Linked DNA regions of Podarcis muralis: region 2 is linked to region 1. A link is a contact called in public Hi-C data. All regions are on one chromosome and are shown on one strand. The core of a region is the stretch at or near the end of the contact, and the rest is flanking DNA. Distances in the headings are between cores, read along the strand shown.

Region 1 (6,067 bases), core at 1,061-3,560:
GGTTTTCCACATAGTATCAGATTACTTTAGGCTGGTACAAATATAACTCTAACTTATCCATTAACTACAGTTAAGGGATCAGGATGTAAAACTGCACTATATCCACCTACAGGTTCTCTAGTTCATGTGAACATGTTTCATCAATGCATACACAAACCCTTTACCATGGTTAGGAATGAACACTGAGCAGCCTTAATCATGGTCAAAAAAACCCTGAATTCAGCTTTTAGAATCTGAATGACTATACCTAGCTTCTTAATCACAATTAACAATCATGATCATGTTGCATCTGCATTGGTCTTTACTTTTTAATACAGAATATAAATAAAACTCTTCTCCTAAAAATAATTCAAATACTAGCAAAGAAACATTCAGTAATTAAAATATAATTTAAATATAATAAATATAATTCAGTAATTAAAATATTTTAACAGCATTCTGTAAATGACCAATGCTACAGTTAAATGAAATAAAATTGTACATTAGGCAAACTTCTGCATGTGCTTTAAGATCTTCAGTTAAGATTTTTAAGAAATGGTGGAACACTTTTATAGCTGGTATCCTTCTGGAAATACGGCCAATTCCTTTAAGAAGTCGTCTCTACCACCCATTTGATGCTGAATCTGCACACTCATTTTTAATCACCCTGGCATAAACTCTACAAAGTATCATGGGAACATTTTAATATTTCAGTATTTGTCAAATGCAGCCACTTCATTCCGCACAAGTTGACACCTTGAACTCTTGGGGCAGTCGGCTCTCCCATGAGCTTAAATTAATAGAACCTAGGATTGTATAACATTGTCTGATAACATGCAGATTAAGACTGCGAAGACTAGATCTTAAGGAGTGTGTTTGAAGAGTGCAGGTGAACAGCATCAATTTATTTATGATTGTAAAATCCCAAGAAATCTGTGAAAAGCTAGAAAGGATCTCTCCAAAATAGGTAACAGGAAACAGAATGGCAGAAGAGATTCAATATCAGTAAGCGAGAAGTGGTGCACAATAAGACAAGTTCCTGGTTGCACATCAAAAACAATGGCTTCCCATTACTTCTAGGCTGTTTGTGTATTTTAAGCCATATTTTAATTAACTGTTTTATGTTTGTTGTTGTTGTTTCTATTACGTTTTATTGTAATTCATATTTGGTGTTAGCCGCCCTTAGCCCAGCCCTGGCTGGGGAGGGCGGGGTATGAATAAATTATTATTATTATTATTATTATTATTATTATTATTATTCCCAGCAAGCACAAGGTTGAAGCCCTAATACTAATTAAAAGTTTATTCTGCTAACATCCCATTCATATTTGAGTAGTCCCAAATCTCTCTGCCATTTACAAGTGCTTGAGGGAAGGGGGGGGAGGCAAAGAATATAAAATCGCTAAGTAAAATAAACGAAACTTTCCCTCATGCCTTGTTAAGAAATATGGTCTACTGTGCATCCCTTACAATCCCTTCCTATGCGCACTTATTGGAAACTTATAATGTAAGGACCATTAATTTAAATGATATATGTTCCCAAGCTGCACGCAAAGGATTGCAGCTTTACACGGAAGCAAGCGCTGTTGATGTGAATAAGGCTTACTCCCGAGTAACTAGTCACTAGCCTAGCCTTGGATGCAACGCAGTGCAAGGAACGAGATTCGGGGGGAAAGGAGAGCAGGATCCCCGAGGAGCCAGATTTCTCCTACATGGCGTCTTTGCTAAACGCAACGCCGATGAGAGCCTCGAGGAAGCACGAAAAGCGGCTTAGGCCTCTAGGGAGCCCGCATTTCGCTTCCGCAACCGCGGCCTTTCCCAGAACCATCACCCAGAGAAAGGGAGAGAAACGCTGAAGGGACTGCGGCTGAGGAGAAACTGGCAGGTTTTTTTTGGGGGGGGGGGGAACAGTCACTGGCCGCCATCTTAATTACGGGCAGCTTCTCCTTCTCCGTAGAACAGATGCTGCCCAATGACGCAACCACTATGAAGCGAGACGCTCGGCACCCGAAAGCAAGATGGCGGGCGCGGCATCCGGTCCGTTTCTCGCTCTCCCCTTGCCTCAAGGATTGTCATTCCCGCCATTCTCTATGGCCCCGAGGGCCCTGCTCGGGCCTCAACTTACTCCGGAGGGTAGAGACGCAACTCCTCGATGTCACCTAAGAAACCGAAGAGCGTTCGCATCTGCTCGCTAGTGACCGCCGATGATAAATTGGTGACTTGGATAACCGAAGTAGGGGTCAAAGGGAAGCCGAGAGGCACCCCGATGCCGCCGCTGTTCATCATGATGGCGGCAAGTTTGCTGTCTCGGCCGAACTAACGCACAGAAGCGAGGAGACGGAAGTCACCACCGAGAAAGAAACGGCGGAGCTTCCTAGAGCGTCCGCACTCGCGCAACTTCCGAGAGAACGCGGCTGCGCCCTGGCGTTGAGGCGGCCCCTTGTTCGTCTCCTCTATGCGGCTTTTAGCTAGGAAACGGAGGGCTTTTTTTGTGATTGTTGAGGCAGCGCAGCACCTGAGAGACGGGCAGGGGGTGGACGGACAAAAAATGTCGAAGCATATGGAATAAACAATCCCTAAATTGCACTATACGCAGTGCCTCCTGCCCTTTCCCTCTCCAGTATCCACATGCACCGCAGTTGACGCATTAGAAGCCTCAAGTAGCAGAATCGATTTCCCTGTTAGGTGGGGTGAATTTTTTGCATATCCCATATTAAAAATCAAAAGAATTGTTTTTTACAAAAAATGCCACAACAGAGAGAGGTTTCATAGATGGATGGAGAGAGAATGGATGAGAGATCAGGCTCTCCAAATTATGCTGAACTCAACATCCCTGACCATTTTCCATGCTGGATGGGGGCTGATGGGAACAGGCGTTCAACAACATCTGGAGGGCCACAGTTTTCTCGCTCCTGTCTAGATTTTGTGTTTTCAAAAATGGACAAACAGCCCTTACTACTGATTTGCTGCAGTAATCCCAGGTGCATCCTGGACCTTGCATCCACTTATACATAAACCAATTATGCCTGCATAACCCCTGCACTCCCAACTAAACACGGCGCGGGGGGGGGGGGGGGAGTCGGAACTGAGGGCCAAATGTAGCCATCCAAGCTTTATCTGGCCATTGGCTGTCCCTCATCAGGCCTTACCCCCTACCGTCCTCAGCCATGCTCTGGAAAAGAGTCCTAAGGGCCTGATGAAGAAGAGTGGAGGACCACCTTTGGGCAGCTGCACAAAGGTTCCACACACCTGCCATTCAGGTGCCAGTTTTCATTTGCATGGTGTTGGGACTTGGGTGGCTGGTACTGATAACTGTCATATTAATTTATTTGCATTGCATTGGCTGATTACTGTAAAGAGAAGTTCTCCAGCTTGCAATTTATTTATTCTAATACCAATTTACCGAGTTCTGTTAGGAACATTTTTTCCGAGGGTTCCATATGAAGAAATGAAGGAATGGTTTGTCATCAGTATAGATGATCATAGATGGAATCTAGATGGCATGACACTCCCCAGAACCTTATCTGAAGAAGTGTGCATGCACACGAAAGCTCATACCAAGAACTAACTCAGTTGGTCTTTAAGGTGCTACTGGAAGGAATTTTTTTTGTTTTGACTATGGCAGACCAACACGGCTACCTATCTGTACCCAGAACCTTTGACAGCCACAGTAACCTATTACCACCAAGAGTTTGAGAACTGCATTGAATTGTTTGGCATATATAATTTACCTCGCATGAATGACAGCTGGAATAGCTCTGCCAGTACAGCATGATACTCTTTAATGTCAGGGTCGTGAGATCAAGCCCTACATTGGGCAAATATTCCTGCATTGCAGGGGATTGGAACAGATGACCCTTGTGATCCCTTCCGACTCCACAATTCTATGATTCTATGAATGCTACCATATGCATCTGGCATTGAATTCAGGGATAAGGACATAAGAGCCGCCCTGCCAAATCAGACCAAAGGCCTGTTCGAGTTAAGCATGCTCTTCACATAGTGGTTAACTAGGTTATTTATTTCAGTATGGAATAACTTCCTATGAAGCATTTCAAAGCAGTTTCATTGTACAAAAAGGCTTACGCAAAACAATCACAAATGTAAAAACATTTAAAGCAAATGCATACATTAAAACAATTAAAAGCAGTTACACACATAAAAACAAATTCAAATCCAATATGGATACCAACTGGGTTATTAGCGTTAAAAGGCTTGTTGAAAGGAGAAACTATTCAACAGGTACATAAAAGACAACTGAGATTTATGTCTGTCTGATATGTAATGGGGGAGGGGGAATTCCAAAGGGCAGAAGCCTACACAACAAAATGCTTGATTCCGACACTACACAAGAACAGGGCTCCTTGTTATATGCTATATTCAGGATGCCCTCTCCTGCAGAACTCAATGATTAGTTGGGCATATAAAGGTACACCCACAAGCAGAACATGAGTGCAATAGCAAGAAGTATTTCTCCCTGGCAGCAATTAATAATCAGAGGCATGCTTCCTCTGATGCTGGAGATAACATATAGCCATCATAACTTATAATCATGGATACTTATCCTCTGTATGTCTAACTCATTTTAAATCTATCTTTAGCAGCCATCAAACATTGTTTAAGCACATTCCATATTTAGCCATCCACTGTGTCCAGAAGTCTTTCTGAATTTTCAACATTCAGCTCCTTTCATTTATCACAAGGCCTATAACAACAACAAAAAATTATTTATATGCCCCCCCCCCCATCTGACTGGGTTGCCCCAGCCACTCTGGGCGGCTTCCAGCAAATTATAAAACCACCATAAAATGTCACACATTAAAAACCTCCCTATACTGGGCTGCTTTTAGATGTCTTATTTAAAAAGTCAGATAGTTGTCTATTTATTTGAGATCTGACTGGAGAGCATTCCACAGGGCAGGCACGACTGCCGAGAAGGCCCTCTGCCTCGTTCCCTGTAATCTCACTTCTTGCAATGAGGGAACTGCCAGAAGGCCCTTGGAGCTGAATCTCAGTGTCTGGGCTGAATGATGGAGGTGGAAACACTCCTTCAGGTCTAGTATTAGGAGGGTGAAAAACCATCTATCTATTTGCTTTCATCACACAATGTGTCATTAACCTCAGATGTTGCAACCTTTTCCCGAGAGGAAATTTACAAGAAAAACAAAATCCTTTGCATGAGTTGTTGAGCTCTTTGCAAGGGGCTGCTGCTGGGCTTGCTCTGTCCATCTGCTGCTGCTGCTGGCAGCAGAAAAGATGAGTGAGCAGCAGCTGCTGTTAACCAAGGGCTGAGAGGACGCTTGCGACTACAACAACTACAACAACAAAGTCTACATGGACCACACCACCAAAACCACTAGCTGGGTCAACCCACGGGATAGGTATGGAAGGATGGGTGGGAGGACAAGAATGAGCAAGTGAGCAAGGTGTCTGAGGTCTCCCTGGCCAGGAGGGGAGCAACTTAGAGGCAAAGTGCGCAGTTTCACATGGCTCCATCTTGCTTCTCCCCCAATTATGCTCAGCGCCAGACTTTGGGCTCTCACATTTCAGTGGCGCCCTATGCAATGCTAAAATTTGGCACCCATTCTACAGCACTGTTGTGAAGCCCCGTGCGGCACAGCACCCATTGTGGATGAACCAGGTGCACTACCCTTAAAACACCTCTGCTTGGTGGCGTGCAAAGACAGGGAGGTGTGTGTGTGAATTTGGGCCAGGGCTGAACTATTTTCAGTACCTGGTCTCCACTCCCAAAGATGAAAAGTTGTAGTAGAGTTTAAAAGGGATCCCTGAGCACGTGCAAAGTGCCTTTCCCTCTGCCCTTAAATAACTAGAGATTTTGCATGCACACAGAAGAGAGAGCATTAGCCCCTGTCCACTGGAATGGGGGTTGCCAATACAGATCCTTGCCAAGTCCATAAGGGACCCTAGATATACCTCTGGTGTCCAGTTAAGGCTGCAGTCTTATGCACACACTGAGAGTAGGCCTCATTGAATACAGTGGGACTTACTTCTGAGTAGCCATGTATAAGATTACACTGTGCCACTGTTGAATCTACTCTTCTCCCAAGAGTACTTACATACAGATTCA
Region 2 (6,067 bases), core at 2,247-4,746, 540 kb after region 1:
ATGTGCTCCTAGAAAGTATGGTTTGCATTCTGCAGACTTAACTACTTTCCTGGCTGTCACTAGAAATACATCTTGCCTCAGAGTATTGTCTTAGAAACAAGAAAATGAGTAAGTTTTGTGTACAGGTAAAAGATTCTATTACAAGGAGTGGCAACAGTGCCCTTATGGTAGGGATGGCACTGTATTCACAGGAATGGGGAGAGGTGCGGTTAGGCAAGCTCTGGGTTGGTGAAACTGACACCACACAGATGAGAGCACACATACAAATGCCATCACTAGCAACTTGGAGTTCTCCCACCCTTGCCCTCCCCTCAACCAACCCTATCCCAGCATTTAAAAAAACGAAGTGGTAATATAATGGGTGTGTTAGGTTGCAACACTAATCAACTGTCTCTGGCAAGCATCCATGCATATATAGTAAACATAAATGCACAGGTTATTTAGCATGCTAGAATTAGCATATTAAGTTTTCAATTGTGTTGACAAACTGTAAAAGAGTCACATATATCAAGGAAGTCTTCAAATTTGTTTGACGATAGACTTGAACATTCTATTAACAGTGTGATCCTGTGCATGTCTACTAGGAAAGAGGTGCTGTGTAGCTATACACAAGACTGAACTGTAAGTGTGCTATATTTATTTTCCTACACCATATCAAATATCTCAGTTCAAATTATTATGGCTTAGAGTAAAAAAGAGATATTGATATAGCACATTAACAAGGCATGCTTTTAAAAAATCTGTTTACCAAATATAAGGCATTGAATTACAAGAGGATCTGTCCTGGAGTGTCAACACAAGGGGGCTTGTGAAGAAGGCGCAGCAGAGACTGTACTTTTTGAGAATTCTAAGGAAAAACCATCTTCCGCAGAAACTGCTGCTTGCCTTCTATCACTGTGCCATTGAGAGCGTGCTCACTTATGGCTTATGTGTGTGGTACGGAAGCTGTACTACCCAGGACAGGATGGGGTTGTGCAGAGTTGTTAAGGCAGCAGAGAGCATTGTTGGCTGCCCACTCTCCACCTTAGAGCAGATTTATGCCACAAGGTGCCATAGGAAGGCACTGGACATAGTAAAAGATCCATCGCATCCTGGTCACTGTCTCTTCGAGCTCCTGCCGTCGGGACGGAGATACAGGACGATGAAGACAAGAACGAGCCGTCTTAAGAACAGCTTCTTCTCCAGATCTCGGCCCTGAATGGGAAGCCTGGACTTTGAAAGTCATCTAATCTTCCTTGCTGTATTATACTGTACTGTTTTAATTAGTGTTTTTATAGTTGTTTTGATTTTGTGTGGAGTGCCCTACCTGGGTGGATGGAGCAGCCAAGTAATTTCGTTGTCCCCGAGAGGGGGCAATGACAATAAAGATATTATTTATTATTATTATTATTATTATTATTATTATTATTATTATTATTATTATTATAACATGCTAAACTAGATCCCCATTGATTAAGGGGACAGTACATTTCATGCAACATTATCTAGAAAAAGGTTTTCCAATTCAAAGTAACCCCCTCCCAAACTCCACACTAATGGGTCTAAGCACACACATGCTGCTCAGTTTTCTTTATAAACTATATAAATCCATGTCAAGTTTGCTGAGCAGTGTACGGAGGAGCAATGGATAATGCCAGAACTATTCCAAACGACAGCTGCCCACCATTGCTCAACTTCTTCCACTAATCAACAGTCCCTCATACTAAAATGGCACCTGATCCTTTCATTTTCTCCACCTGCTACAACATCAGCAGCCAGTCACTGATTATCTCCCATCTTGAGGCTACCTTCACCACCAGAAGACCCTTGCCTTTTTTTAAATATTAATCTTTGTTGATTTCACACATAGACATAAATACATAGATGACATATCATACAAAGTAAAAGCAATAAAAATAGAAAAAAGAATAAAGAAAATACATTACAATTAAATAACAAGTTAAAATGTAAAACTTCCAATCATTCTCATTATACTGCTTATATTGTCTATATTTTCTTGCATAGGTTTATGTTATTTCATTTTTAAATAAATATATAATCTGATATGCTATCTAACACACTTTTTGTTTACAAGCATCAATCTAGTTCTGAAAGTATATTATTATTTGTACAGTACGATTTTCGATATTCTCTAAATATTTTCCATTCTCCATATACTTTCTGGTTTGACACTCCTCTGACTCTTCCCGTCAGTTTTGCTAGTTGCAGGTATTCTATCATAAGACTTTGCCACACTATTATCGTTGGTAAGGTTTCATTTTTCCAGTTTCTTGCCACTATTATTCTCACTGCCGTGATTGCGTAAATAAACAATGGTCTTATATATTTTTTGAATTCTATTGATAGTATTCCTAATAGGAAGATCTCTGGTCTTTTTTTAAATGTAAATTTAAATAGTTTTTAAGTTCACTATAGATGTTATTCTAAAATTCATGGATAACTACACAGTTCCACCACATATGGAAATATGACCTTATATCCTTTTTACATCTCCAGCATGTTGGCGACCTGTCTTTATACATTTTAGCGAATTTTCGGGGAGGGTGGTGCCATCTGTATAGCATCTTCATCAGAAGACCCTTTCCAAGGACAGCAGCTACTCAGCTTTGGGGCTGAGCTGGCCTGGTGTTTGGAGTGGCAACCACAGGCAGTCCCTAATTCCCAAAGCTACATTTTGGTCAGAGGTTGGAAACAGAGTATCTCTTCACTTTTAGCTCTATTAATGTTCCAGACAAGCCAGTATTCCTTGATAAACAACATTAGAAAAGGAGGGTAGTGTCTGAGTCCCTTGAGCCCACCAAGCACAGAACAGAGCCTATTTTCACTTTTCCAATTTCCATTTTGACTTCGCCAATTTCTCAGAGAAGTAAACTCTCCTTAATCTGGAACACTGGGAAATGTGTGCACTGAGGACAATCTGGACCACATAGATAAACAAAAATACCATAGATTACATTAAATTTATCCTCACAGGTTGCATCCAAGTAGTTATAATTTACCAAAATTTCAGTATGAGAGAATGATTGCTCGTGTTACCCCCTCCCTAACCTTGCCATTCGTCGGCGGTTCCTGGATGTAGATGTTACTCATGGTGTGGGCTTGGGCGCAGCTGGCTCACTGAGCGGCGGTCCCCGGACCCGGGAGAAGGCGGACGCACGGAACTCCGTTAAACGGGAATCCAGGGCGAAGCTCCCGCCATGTTGGAAGCCGGGAACTACCACTTCTATCCGAGGGGGGGGGGAACAACGCTGAAAAGAAGCCAAGCTTCCCATCCGCACCCTCGAAGGCCAAACAAAAATCCCCCCGCCCACACAAACCTATTTCAAGAGCCTCTGAGCTAAAGCATCCGCTCCACGAAGGGAACTGTGCTGTTTCCTCTCAAAGCAGGGGAGGCGCATCCCCCCGCAGATCTGGGATACTGGTACAATCCGCTGTGTCAGGTACAAAGTCTTCCGGCCGGGTTGCGGCGCCGCAACTGTTTCTATCCGCCCTAGAACGGTGGAGATGGAAAAACTCTTACAGTATGCGTGGGATTAAAGAAAAGTCCTTTAAGTGTTTTTTTTCTTCTTCTTTAGCTACTGGGCTACTTTCATTCCGATTGACAAGGGCCAGAAGCGCTGCCAATCAACTAGGCAGCCCGCCTCCTTTGGCTAGGAGCGGCTCATAGGAAGGGGACTATCGCACTACTGCAGGGTTTCTGTGACAGTTGAGTGGCCTGGGACACCTTCGTCCGGGGATGAGCGAAGGGCCTCTCCTGTCAGCCTTCAAGCTTTTTCTCCGGGAATCAGAAATGGATTCCCTATCTGCAGTTCTTTCACTTGTCTCCCTGGCAATACCGCCCCTCTTTCTCCTCCCTCCACCCCTCTTCTCTGCCTGATGGTACGCGCCACTCGTGCTCGGGTCAAAGTTTTCCGGCGGGGAAGCGCTGCCATTGCTACCTCGTCCGGCCAAGAGCGGGGCATCGTGGCGTCTCGGTCGGGGGCTGCATGGCGTTGCCAGGTGAGCGGTCCAAACGGGGTGGGGCGCGGAAGGGCCACGCGCGAGATCGTGGCCGTGTGGAAAGTCACCGCTGCTGCATCTCCTGCCGCTCAAACCGAGGACGAGGGGAAGAGCCCAACGTGCTCTCGAGTGGAAGGGAGTCCCGGGGAGCAGCTGCAGTCCTGTGCATGCCTACTCAGAAGTAGACCCTACTGAATTCAGTGGGATTTGTTCTGAAGTAAATGGTCGGGATTGCAGTTTGGGGATTAAATCCTGCCGAACTCAGTGGAGTTTGTAGGAGTTGTGATGTTTAGGGGCGTGACTCTTGCTCTGTCGGGGAGGGAATGTGTGCTTAAAATGCGGAACTTTAAACTGAACTTTAAACTGAACAGTCTTGTTTTGCTTTGCATTCTTTACACACGCAAGAACTTCAGATGGAAGGTTTCAGCTGTGTAAATTTACCGGGCTTAGCTAAAAGAAATAATAATAGGAATTGGATTACGGTATCTGTATACTTCTTGCGGTTGTGATGTTTGTTTGTTTTTTAATGTGTAGTTTCACAGGGCCCGTTGTTCACCAAAAATCTAATCTGATCTCCAAGTGTTAAAAGAGGTACGAGCAGTGTTCTGCTGCTGTTATTGTAAAAAAAAAACCTTAGGTGACAGTATTCATATCATGATAAATTGTAAAATGGCTCTCTCAGTACTTCCCTGTTCCTGCATGCCTCCCCTTTTCTACTGAATTTGTTATTCATTTTTAATAAAAAAAGGGAGAGAAAATATGACTTAAAAGATAATAATTTCATTAGAGTTGGGAGGGGTGGATTCCTACAATTGTAATATGGAGACTCGGCAGAGCCTTTGCCAGTCAGAGTACACAATACTAGACAAGATGGAGAAATAAACTGACTTGGGATAAGGCAGCTTCCTATTGCTGTATACAGCAGGCCCCTCCTGCTGGATCACTCTGGCCATGTAAAGTTGTGCCCTATGAGAGGAAAGCGGCAAATGCCTGCTCCTAGACTAGCTGAACTTCTCTGATGCTACTGTGTCCAGGAAACATCAAGTGTCCTGTGTCCTGCTGGATCAGGCTAGTGGCCAGCATCCTGTTCTCACAGTGGCCTTCCAGTTGCCTATGGAAAAGCCACAAGCAGGACCTGAGCTCAAGAGCACTTAGCCCTGCTGCGGTTTCCAGCACCTGGTCGACAGGAGAGGGGACAGGTGACACCTTGGATTAGTTGAGAGTTGATTTTAAGAACACACATGCAGAAGAAACTGCCTTCAAATGATTTTTGAGCTGTCAGCAAATACATTCAGTCCTAGTAACTTTCTAGGAATTGATATGAGGAAAAAGCAAAAGTTTTTACTAAAGCCCTTTGAGGCAAACTTATGCAAACAAAAATTCCTCACACATAACTGAGAAATCAGTCTTTGGCACTCCCCTGACTTAGACAAGGAAGAATAAATATTACTACCACCTGCATTTATTTACTTTGAGCATTCAGGTGCATGTAGATAAGAAAATTAGCAAGAGGGGTCATGCTTGGGTCAGTGGTTGTTGGAATATGTCTGCTATTATTGACCCATTGGTTCTTGTCTCTGCCCCCCACCCCGGCTTTTCTCCAAGCTGGGCTTGCCTTTGGTGTTAGGGTCCAATCAGGAGGGGTTGGGGAGTGACATCAAGGAAGAAGCAGGTGGGAAGGCACCTGTGGACAGATAAGTCTTTAGAACTACTCACATGCCTTTTTGCTTTAAACTTTGGGCTTCATATTTATATGTGATGGGGGCAGACCCAGTTTTAAATAAGCAGGTCTGCAGCTGCTGCATCAAATTTGTACCACAATTGTCCGGAACCCAAGTGCGGACAGCATGTCAATCCACTTCTGGTCGGAAGTGCTAATGGGTTGCATGTTTCTCCCCGTGGTGGCACTGTTTACCAAAAAGGCACCATAACAATATAATGATTATTTTGATAATAGCATATTATCAAAGCATAATATAATTAGTTTCTTCTTATTAAGTGGGTGGAGTATTTGAATAAACAGTGACATAATGGATTTTAGAACTGTGCAAGGTTTTAAAAAGGGGGC

The links. A called contact is a pair of places that touch in the nucleus more often than the background predicts.
Region 2: a contact with region 1 is called in a Hi-C map of blood, with 3 times the contacts expected there. The contact joins the promoter of SREK1IP1 here to the promoter of SREK1 in region 1. A contact is called at or near these places in 2 of 3 Hi-C or Micro-C datasets (blood and tail).

What each region holds. Positions count from the first base shown.
Region 1 is chr11:40,497,635-40,503,701 of rPodMur119.hap1.1, forward strand. It overlaps SREK1 (splicing regulatory glutamic acid and lysine rich protein 1), which reads right to left and starts at 2,311. Exons shown (of 12, transcript XM_028749161.2): 1 at 2,105-2,311. The coding sequence starts at 2,265.
Region 2 is chr11:41,032,481-41,038,547 of rPodMur119.hap1.1, forward strand. SREK1IP1 (SREK1 interacting protein 1) reads left to right here and starts at 3,497. Exons shown (of 5, transcript XM_028749202.2): 1 at 3,497-3,999. The coding sequence starts at 3,987. It overlaps CWC27 (CWC27 spliceosome associated cyclophilin), which reads right to left and starts at 3,291. Exons shown (of 16, transcript XM_077936334.1): 1 at 3,049-3,291. The coding sequence starts at 3,090.